2 separate regions of the Arabidopsis thaliana genome follow, and region 1 is linked to region 2. The links are chromatin contacts, called in public capture Hi-C maps. All regions are on one chromosome and are shown on one strand. Each heading gives the region's core, a stretch centred on a gene start, on an enhancer-like site or on the middle of the called end of the contact. The rest is flanking DNA. Distances are from core to core; before and after follow the strand shown.

Region 1 (6,137 bases), core at 70-2,569, 77 kb before region 2:
ACAGTTACTAGTGACAACTAATCATGTTTCGATTTATAAATACGATGTCTGAGTAGAGTTGAGTTCCATTTATGTTTTCCGGTGATATGAACAAAATTGAATGCCACTCGTTGGTGGTGGATCCATATATATACTATTATTATTGGAACACAATTTGAAGCATTGTTATACAAACGACCTAAAAACTACTATGAAGTTGAGTTAAAGAGCCAAAAAGTAAAGAATAAATATCAATAAACAAATTGGAAAACTGCCACACAAATAGGTCTTTTGCAAAGAAAAAATTAGAAGAGATTTTTGTTTATAGTATTACTCAGTATTAAAGAAAGCGGGTTAGACGGCCGTTTAGGCGTCCCGTAGGTAATAGGCGCCTTTGTACCGTTTCGACCTTTTTGAAATCGGTTTTGTCAAGTAAATTTGATGGATTATACGGATATTAAGCGGATCAGATGTTCATTTGGTGGATTTAGGCGGGGTAGGCGCATCTAAATATATTTAATATTTTAAAATTTTTTAAAAAATATATTTAAAATTGTGTTTAAAGATACCTATATTTTTATTATTTTATTTTACTTTAGTTTAAAATGTTAAATTTAAATGTAGTTTCAAAACTTTGATAATTTTTAGTTTTTTACAACAAATTTTCATCATTTTGTGTAGTAAAATATAATTATGTATTGTTTTATTCTAAAACCGCTTAAAATCGCCTAAATTTTGACTAAACGTTTTAGACACTAAACGGAGAGTCATTACCTATTTAGCGGCTAGCGCTTTCTCGAACAACTATAAAAATTTCGGGACCGATAGATGTTCGTGAGGCTAGTAGTTCGCTTCTGTTAACCGTTACCCTTCTTTAGTATACTTTTTTTCTTCTTTTTCTCTAGTATACTATATATTTTTTAATTACTCACGGTGCAATCGACGACAAACACCTTATATAATAAAAAAGTATATCAAAATTAAATATTTTATGTGTGTTAAAGTTATGATTCATAACTTATGAACAAGGTGATATCAAAATGGCCTTTTATCAAGGAAGTGCTACGGAGACCTCTAACTAAAGTAACGTATAAGTTTTGAGTATTATTATTGAGGGCATGGAAACGCGTGCAGATAAGAACCCAAGAACCTTCTTCAAGAATATACTGTTGGATCCGATGTCTCCGACGAGGCTCGTGGCTCAAGAACGGAGCTCAAGTCTTAAAGGTTAGTCTAGGTGCCACTAGCTTTCTTTATCACGTGCTGCACGTGAATAGTTTGCATATGTAACGAAGTAACGAACCAAAGAGAGAGGAGCTGAGAAAGTGAGTGAGAGAGATAGGTGTCGGTGACAGTGATAGTGGGGGTTCATTTTTTATGCCCTGTGCTCTTGAATGTAGTAGATGATAATTCGTCTACGTAAGATATGTATTATGGGCCTTCTATGGCCTACTAGGTTTCTTTCAAGTTGTAATGATTTGTTTCTTGGGTATGACACGAGTTGAACGATTTAGCGGTACATACATATGAGGAACAAACCTATAAGCTATAATCCCTATGATAAGTGCTTAACCATGATTGAACCATGGTCAAAGAGAAAAGAAGAATTGATAAGTGCGTTCCTTAGATTTAGGAGATCAAGCTCCACGTCTCCATATTCCCACTTTGTTAATTGTGTTCCTTGTTTCTAGGATTAGTTATCGTTCCCCTTTGCTTTCCTTTGTGTACTTAAAAGACTTCCAAGTCACGAGGAGGAATTAGACTTGAAATTTGACAAAACAGAGTTTATCTCTTTGGTGAAAATTTATTTTTAAATTATCATGCTATCACCCTAATATACACGATATATTATCTTCTTCTTTAAGAACATAACAACCAAAAGGGAATACTATAGAGAATTTGGGCCTCACAAATATTTAAGTGAAAGAAAAAATGTAGTTTCGTAAAGATAGAGTGTTTCAGTTTTGCGATGCCAAATTACCCTATTTTGTTGAGAGGCGTGTAGCAAACTGTTCCATTGCAGAGTCATCATTGAGATTTTGAAAACTTCTCGACATTGGTGTCGTTAACGCGACATTTTTTTCTCATGCTCCTCTCTTTTGCAATTTTGAACTTGAGAAAAAGCTATATAATAAGATGTCGATGAATTATAAATAGAGACTTATGTTACGAGATTGACACATTCACTTCTTGACATAAAAGAGAGTAAACACACAAACACGAGAAGTATAGGTAAAAGATGTTGCAAATGCATTACATAAAAGATATTGCAACAAAAATATATACACCCATTCCACAATTTTATTTTTGTTGATATCTGCACTTTGATCGGGGCTTTTATAATAGAGATAAGTTGGAAAGTAGACACTTTTTCTACAAATAATTTGCAAAATAGGTAGTTTTTTTAAACATATGAGAAATAGACACTTTTCTCTTTCCTCTCTAATACAACTTTTTGCCTAATAGAGATTTTAGTAAATGACTTATATAACCTTTTGTTATTTTGTTATGTAGTAAGATAAAGATAAAACTCAAATCAAATCTTACTTTTTATTTTTACTTTATTTGATGATATTTCTTCATAAAAATTTACCACATAATCATATTAGTTCTTAAAAATTTTATGTGAATCTAAAAAGTCTAATTTTGCTATATTTCAAAAATATGTAGCATTTTTTATTTAATCTCAGTCGACGGTGTACGTGATATTGTTAAAATTGGTGTACTAATGGTAGTATACAACAATAACGTAAAAATTAATATATAATTACTGATGTAGAAAATGATACACTGAATATAACAGTATACAAAATGATGTACATAGATGATGAAAATATGGTGTATATAATCTTACACCTTTAAAAATCTATGAGACAGTGTACTAACATTGGTGTACGAGATGATGTACACCACTAATTGAAATAATGATTTATACATTCTCTATAAGTGTACACCAAGTTTTGTACACTTTGTCTACCAATCTTGTATGTTATCATTTAAAAGTTGTATATATCATTCTATCCACCAATCGTCATAATAATTTCAATCATTTTGTACACCATTAAGAGTAACTTAATTATGTACACCATCATGTACACCATTATATTGAATAATAATATTTGGTTTATACAATCATTATGTTTGTAAAATATTAAAAACAATATTACTTATATTAATAAGTATAAGAGAAGTCGGTGATGATTTATGAAATATCGGTGTACACACTTGTACACCAACGAATAATGGTTAGTGTACAAAACGATGTTTTAAATGTTTGTGCATTATAATGATGATAGATAAATACTCTAAAAGTCAATGTAATTTTTTTTTAAAAAGAATATATATTTTTTAATATTTAAGAAAACTAAAATAAAAAAAAATAAAAAGATAAAGACAAACAAAATAAAGTAAAAATGGTTTCTCATATAATTTTTATTTACTCTCAAGATAAAGGGTATTTTAGTATTTGATATGTATTTTGTCTTTTAGTCTATTAGACAAATTCTCTATCTCACAAAAAACAAAAAAAGTGTCTATCTCTCTAATTTTAAAAAAAATTACCTACTTTACAAATTATTTTTGAAAAAGTGTCTACTTTGCCAATAAACCCTTTATAATATTGGGTACATTTTGGGCCATAAATTTTTAAAGAGCACATTATGATTAGGCTTATGAGGTTAGGCAGTTTTTGGCAAATGAAAAGACGATATTGCCCCTAAATTTTCACTCCATCTTCTCCGACGAACTCAACATCTTTATCACCATACAATTCCAATAAACCCAATAAAATCAGTTAAAAGCTTTTTGATGGGAGAAAGCTAAACCCTAAGGGGAAACTATATAGGGAACCCAAAGATTCTAATCTTATATAATTAGAATCAATTAAAAATTTCAATTGTTTCTTATTCCTCTTTTAAAATAAAGCGAGAGATGATGGAATTATGATTCAGATCCAGCAATTCAAATTCAAAGAAGCTATGGAGAATTACCACCTTCATCGTCGAGGAAGAAGATTGGCCAATCATAGTCCATAGATCTGAACTTTGTAAGGCGATGGAGAAGTAATGGACATCAATGGCGAGTTTAGAGGCAGTAGATTCTATGCCGAGAGAGAGAGAGAGAGAGAGAGAGAGAGAGAGAGAGAGAGAGAGAGAGAGAGAGAGAGAGAGAGAGAGAGAGGTACTACAAGGAGATGAAACTCAATTAAATTGAAGGGTAAAACAATCATCATATAACGTAGAAGTACCTAAATTTGTAAGTACAGTGAGATGTTCCTATATCCATAAAGGCGTACACTTTAATGTACCGATCTCGTAATTAATCCCACTTTTCTCTAAGAAACTATGGAAGGGAATAACTCGTTGCAAGTGATGAGTTTAATGTGATAGTTGGAACATCTTAATTGCATTGTTACCCTTCTTTATATTTTAAATCCCGAAAAAATATTGGTAATGGTTTTTTAAAAAAATTGTGCGGGTTTATTTAATCAAAGCATTTGAAACGGATTGTGTTAAAATGATAATTTTTTTGTTATTAAATCATAAAATTTAAAAAATTCTTCTAAAGTCTAGTGTTATAGAAAGAATGATTTTGGAAAGACTTTAGATGGTTTAATTTAGTAGATTTTCTTAGTGACATACAAAGATCTAAATCTCATTGTTTCATGTGGACTAGAAGGAGATTTCACACCATCACGAAACTTTTCTCAATTTGCCCAAAATTATCTAAAAGCTTCTTTATAACTCAAGTCATTTAAAAAATACATGATTAAATGGTTAAGAAGGCCAAAGAGTGACAAGAACCTCAAGTCGGAAAGTCGCAGATCAATCCTTCTTCTGGACTGGCAGGAAGGTTTGATCTTCTTCTCTTTCCGGAGTATGATATCAAATGTAAACTGATGCATCCTGGAGAATGATATCAAAGCAGCAAGTTTAGGTTGGACTAGTGCCGTGCTTAGACTAGTCTTGGTCTAGGACATGTTTTTAAAAATTGGCTATATGGTAATATTTCAAAAATAATACTCAAAATTCGAAACAAAATATTAGTAACAAAAACTAAGACCATGTACATAGGTGATACATTTAGAGTATCAAGAGCCATAAATAAGTTTTTAATAAATCAGACAAGACATTTAGGCCTAATACCGTATCAGTGTAATGATTCTTTTGATACCCAGTATCGGGTGATGTGGAGGCTCATGATTCGTCTGTGAAACTGGTTTTTTCTGGAAAAAAAAAATTCTATTATTCTCTCCGATAGTCTTTCTATTGTTTTAGCTAACTAGTTATATTTTCTGCGAGTGAGTAATTTTGCAGGCTCTTCGTGATTATGCGATATAATTTTGCAGTAATTTTATAATCCTAAGTTTTTATATATTTATTTTTTGATTTTCCAAATAATTTATTTTTTTAATGATACCAATATCGGTCTCACCATTGGAAACAAATTTATTACCAGTATCATAAAAAATCTCAAACAATAAATAAATATTAAAATTAATACTAAAAAATTGTTAATGATACTCATAGAGTATCAACTATGTGCATGCTTAATGTAAAAGAAAATCAAAATAAGTTTTTTCTTTGTTTTCATATGTTTTTCTAATAATATTATCTGTTTTTAATATTTGTTTTTTTTACTTATTATATATTACTAAAGAATATGTTTTCAAGATAAGAAAATCTCTTCTAGATAATGAAAAACGCATTTTTAATTAAAAAAATATTTATATCAAACTAACTAAATAGTGGGTTATTGTTGATATAGGTACTTTTTCTGAAAAATATTTGAAAATGGATACTTTCACGTTGTTTGTAAAAAAGGAACTTTTATATACGCAAATTGACTGTTTTGCCCTTATGTTTGACTTCTTCTCCTTGCTTCTTCTTCTTCATCGTTTTACTTCTTCTCTTTATTTTTTCCAGAAACTTCAAATCTTTTAATCATGTTGATGGTTTCCATTAAACAAGCTCTCATAGAAGAAATGTATACCATAAGAAGATAGTATCTATGGAACCCAAGGGCTCCAATCTTGAGCTCCGATAAAATTGAATTGAAGAGTGAGCGGGGAGAATTGTTGTTTACACGGAGGTCGTGTAAGAAAGAGACGGCGACAAAATTCACCGGCTCTCCAATGAATTTGAGCTGATTACGGAGAG
Region 2 (5,799 bases), core at 1,411-3,910:
TCACCAGCCTCAAGACCTTGATCCTCCGATCCAACTCGTTTTCCGGGTCATTACCCGACTCAGTAACTCGACTCAACTCACTCGAATCCATTGACATATCTCACAACTCTCTCACCGGGCCGCTTCCAAAAACAATGAACTCGCTTTCAAATCTCCGACAACTCGATCTTAGCTACAACAAGCTCACCGGAGCCATCCCAAAGCTTCCGAAAAACCTCATCGATTTAGCTTTAAAGGCGAATACTTTATCAGGACCCATCTCAAAAGACTCATTCACCGAGTCAACTCAGCTCGAAATCGTCGAAATCGCTGAGAACTCATTCACCGGAACACTCGGAGCTTGGTTCTTCCTACTTGAATCAATCCAACAAGTCGATCTAGCGAACAACACTCTCACAGGCATCGAAGTCCTCCCTCCAAACCTCGCCGGAGAAAACAACCTCGTAGCTGTAGAGCTAGGATTCAACCAAATCAGAGGAAACGCTCCGGCGAGTTTCGCGGCGTATCCAAGACTTTCTTCACTATCTATGAGATACAACGTGCTTCACGGTGTTATACCGTCGGAATACGAACGGAGCAAGACATTAAGACGGCTTTACTTAGACGGGAACTTCTTGACGGGAAAACCTCCGGCGAGATTTGTGAGAACAGACGCAGAAGTAATGGGAAGTTTGGGGAATAATTGTCTACAGGGATGTCCAGGGAAAGCTAAGATGTGTGCTCCATCGCAGAAACCATTTTACATTTGTAAGCAAGCTTATGGTGGAAAACCAAAGTCTTAGTTTTGTCGGTGTCGGTGACTTTTTGTGTCAGTGATTTTGTAAAATAATGCTTTTAGTCATGAGTTTACTCTATAGTCTTGGAGAAATACTAATATCTATATTCATCGAGATCTTCGTATGTACACAAATAAATTTACAAAAATTGGAACGGAACTTATAGTATTTATTTTGTTGTATTGTGTGTTTTTATATATTTATTGAGATTTAAATTAGATAGTATACTAAAGTTTGGAATGGTTACGGTGGTCTAACTGGATAGAACCGTCAATAGATTGGATTGCTTTTTATTTATTATTCGTAAATTATATATAGTATATAGTGGTGCGGACCTAAAAAAATAAAAGAAAATTGTTGCGGACCGACTTTAAACTAATTTGTAGCGATTTGTTTTCACTCCAAATATAGTATAGATTCGACTGTTGACGGATTAGTCCGCACTAACCACAACATCCATTCAAAACCTAATTGCGGTCCAGTCTATATTATTTTTGGGACATGCAACAAACTGCTACGAATTTAGTTTAAAGACGGTTCGCAGTTAGTTCGCAGCGGTTTTCTTTTATTTTTTTGGATCTGCACCATTACGAACTATAGTTTGTGAATGGTAAATAAAAAACAATCTGATCTGTAGACAGTTTTGTATGCTTGGACAGGTAGAACCATTTAAAATCTAAATGAGTTGTGGATGAAAGCAAAATATAAATCAATGCCTATAAAATGACAGAAATTTAAACTTCACTGATTATTCTAATGCAACATCATATAATAAACTAACTGAAACTGTATTAATAAAATGAAATATTGAATTTCTTAATCAAACATATGTGTATTTTAAACTATCCAGTTCTAGTGGACCAGGCAGTATTGAGAATCTCTAAACAAGTTTTTGTACCATATGAATATTATTAATTAATCGATAGATGTCTAAAAACAAAGTGATTTTGTATAAACCAAGTCTTCCTCTGACATCGACCCTCTTGAGATTCTCTGATTTTGGCGAAAAAACAAACTATTTTGGCTCCTTCAAAGCAAAACAAAAATAATAATTATAGGTATTCTTTGATTTTTTTAGCCATATATTATATCATCATAAGAAGTATTTTACTAACATTATTATGATGATAGACTAACTACAACATAAGCAATTACAATAGATAGCTTCCATGTACATGCAGAACCGTCCGTTATAGCTTCCATGACTACGTGAAACGATTTTGCTTTTGTTTTGTCGGCCATTATATTATTTTGATGAAGCACAAAAGGGCAATTACGCAAAAGGTTCAGTAAGGATTACATTAAAAGAACAGTCCAAACCCAATTAAATCACACTTAAAAAGATAATTAATAAACACGCAGATGATTTAGTGGCTGATACGTGTTTTCTACACGCCACGCGAAACCACTGCCTGTTCGCCGGCCACCGCTAGATTCCGATGAACCGCCACCAATCAGCCATTGGGCGATACGGATCGATTAAGAGGAAAACTACTTCAAAATTCACCGAAAAACACCAACTCCCGAGGAAGCTCCACTACTGACCACACCCAAATTGATGTGGCCTAATCTTTGCTCTAACATCACGAGCAAAAGGAAGTTACGAAGATATGACTTCTCGAACAGATTGGAGAGATCGAAACGGATCTTGAAGATAGTCGGAAACATCGACGGATGCATGAAAAAGAGACTGTTTTCGTTAGAGCAAGAGACTAGACCGGACTTGGCCGGTAAATAGATTCTGACTAAAGGCCAGAAATTAATCCCGTACATAGACGAGAGTATATACAACTCCAGACCGATCCAAAAAATCAAAACTCGATGGGCATTAGCTTCTCCTTTCTAAAAAATATAGATAGATAAGAAAGGAACAATCATTTTTTAGCAATCATATTTTAATTTCGGAATAGCGAAAATAGTCTTTTCTCTAAAAAGTAGAAGTGAGAGAAATGAACTTCTGCTTGTGAAATTATTCTAAAATATCCGATAAACATTTTATCAATAATTTGTAAGAATTGCAAATTTAAAAAATCGAACCCCAAATGGCCCAAACCTAGCATAAATAAATAAATCTTTGATCTTTGGACGAGGAGACTTCTACTTGTCTGCCTTCTTCAATCATAATTTTATGGTGCTTATATATCTTGCGACTTAACCATCGTCTATACTCTATAGCTTAAATTAAATAAGCATCAATATCAATAAACACGAAACTGAATCATTAAATCATATGTTAGTCTTCGTTCAAATGGCGACAACACTATAGCTGAATCACTTTTGAATGGAATAAATTATTAATATTAAAAATGATTAGATTAACGGTAAAGATGATGATTTTTTTTTTCTAGAATAATGATTTAATATCAGAAAAAGGTTTAAAATTGAATGATTTTTGCATAATAAACACTAAAACTAGATTTTAACCCGCGGTATACCGCGGGATGATTTATTTTTTAAAAGTAATATCTATTAAAACTTGCAAATTTTATTTTTATATAATATTTATATTTTACAGTTTATAATTGTTATTAAGTAACGCTATACCACGAATTCATGAGACAATTGTTAAAAAACTGAAGTTTAACCCCTATTAAAACAGCATATTAATAATATTTTAAAATTTTATAAATATTGATTCAAATACATCCACCATATAACCCAATTCCAAAATAAAACCCGTTCTATAATTTCTTTATCCGTCCCGTATTTTTTTTTTAAAGTAGTAATTTTTAAAATTTAAGAATTATTTATTATATATAAAAGTTTTGCAAATTGTATCATTCTCTAACACATTTATATTTTATAGTTTAATTTTATATATAGTAACATTATACATACCACATAACATCTTTGGTTTTATATAATCTTTTCTAAATTAGGATGATTTGATATGTTTAATATTAGTGGTCTTAAAAAATAATAAATTAAAGATTTAACCCGTATTCAAACGGTGGATTAATTTTATATATTTTTTATTAATGTTGATTCAAAAACCCGTCTCTCCAAATCCGTTTTGCCAAAAAGCCATTTATTTTATTAATACTAATTTTATTTATGATATGACTCTGAATTATAATATGAACATTTTAGCTAATAACATAGGAGTGCACCATATTTATTTAATAGGAGAATGTACCATATAACCCGAATGCACTTTTATCCAAATCCACCAAAAAAGTCTTGCAAGAATACTATAAAGATAAGAAACGATAGTCGGTTTTGATAGGTATAAGATTAGCAAATATATTAGGTAGCTTACATTAGTTAAAGAATACAAATTGAAAAGGTCTATTACACTTTATTCGAATATAATATCAAAACTTATATAATACAAAGATTTGATAATTTTTTAATTGTTGAATACTTTTCTTTTTGTGCTAATTTTTATGTGATTAAGATTTAATTGATTTCGTATATAAAATATTAAATTGTTTTACGAACTTATTTGTTTATGGGAGATTTGCAAAACTACCCTTTTTTAACTACCCTTTTGCAACAATACCCTTTTATATTGTTCATTTTTAAAAATATCCCTTCTATTGAACAGAATGACCAAATTACCCTCATCTAATAAGAACATGTAATTGGAAACTGAAAGTTTCCCGCCAAAAATTTATTTTTCCCGCCAAAAAAAAAATTCCGCCAAACTTTTTTTCCCGCCAAAACAAAAAAAATTCCCGTCAAAAAAAAAAATTTCTGCCAAAATTTTTTCTCGTAAAATTTTTTTCCCAGCCAAAAAAATGCTTTTAAAAATCCTTGTAAATTTTTTAAAAACACTTTTAAAAATCCTTGTAAATTTTTTAAAAACACTTTTAAAAAACCTTGTAAAGTTTTTTAAAAGCTTTGCTAGTTGCTAAAAACTCTTGTAAATCATTTTAAAATCTCTTAAAATCTTTATAAAATCTTTAAAAATATAGGTAAATACTTTAAAACCCCTTTTTAAACCTTTGTAAATCATTTTAAAACTTTTTACAATAGTTTTACAAGATTTACAATCGTTTTTTAAGCATAAGTAAGTGGCATTGAATGATTTACAAGGGATTTTAAAAGCTTATAAAAGGGTAAAACATGGTTTACAATCGTTTTTAAAGCATAAGTAAGTGACATAGAATGATTTACAAGGATTTTTAAAAAGGGTTAGCATGATTTACAATGTTTTTTAAGCATAAGTAAGTGACATTAGAATGATTTACAAGGGATTTTAAAAGCTTATAAAAGGGTAAAACATGATTTACAATCGTTTTTAAAGCATAAGTAAGTGGCATAGAATGATTTACAAGGGATTTTAAAAGTGTTTGTATGGTTTACAATTGTTTTAAAGCATAAGTAAGTGGCATTGAATGATTTACAAGGGATTTTAAAAGGGGTTACTTGATTTACAATCGTTTTTAAAACATAAGTAAGTGTCAAAGAATGATTTACAAGGGATTTTAAAAAAGGTTTGCATGGTTTACAATCGTTTTTAAAGGATAAGTAAGTGGTATAGAATGATTTACAAGGATTTTAAAAGCTTATAAAATGGTAAAACATGATTTACAAGAGTTTTTAAAGAGTTTTAAAAGGATTTACAAGGATTTTAAACCTTTGTAAAACATTTACAATTCTTTTTGATCCATTTTAAAACTCTTGTGAACCTTTACAAAAGGTTTTATAAAGATTTACAAGAGTTTTTAAAGAGTTTTTTTATAATTTCTTTTAAAATCTGTTAAAAACTCTTGTACATTTCTTAAAACCCTTTAAAAATCTCTTGTAAATCTTTTAAAACACTTTAAAACCCTTTAAAAATCTTTAAAAAACTCTTGTAAGTCTTTTAAAGCCCTTTAAAATCCCATGTAAATCTTTTAAAACTCTTTTAAAATCCCTTGTAAATCTTTTAAACCCTTTTAAAATCTCTTGTAAATCTTTTAAAACCCTTTTAAAACCCTTTTAAAATCCCTTGTAAATCTATTTCCCGTCAAAAAAAAAATTTTACGGGAAAAATGTTTTCGAATTTTTTTTTTTGGCGGGAAACTTTTTTTCGAAT

The links. Capture Hi-C pulls out chosen DNA fragments and counts their contacts.
Region 1: a contact with region 2 is called in a capture Hi-C map of root, with 3 times the contacts expected there. The contact joins the promoter of AT2G06445 here to the promoter of AT2G15318 in region 2. A contact is called at or near these places in 2 of 26 Hi-C or Micro-C datasets (both in root) and 2 of 3 other capture datasets (root and seedling).

What each region holds. Positions count from the first base shown.
Region 1 is chr2:6,736,495-6,742,631 of TAIR10.1, reverse strand. AT2G06445 (a long non-coding RNA gene) reads right to left here and starts at 1,319. Exons shown (of 1, transcript NR_140144.1): 1 at 1,077-1,319.
Region 2 is chr2:6,661,510-6,667,308 of TAIR10.1, reverse strand. It overlaps AT2G15318, which reads right to left and starts at 2,660. Exons shown (of 1, transcript NM_001335449.1): 1 at 1,953-2,660. The coding sequence starts at 2,549. The coding sequence ends at 2,280. AT2G06405 (a long non-coding RNA gene) reads left to right here and starts at 1,924. Exons shown (of 1, transcript NR_140141.1): 1 at 1,924-2,239. It overlaps AT2G15320 (Leucine-rich repeat (LRR) family protein), which reads left to right. Exons shown (of 1, transcript NM_127092.2): 1 at 1-1,023. The coding sequence ends at 782.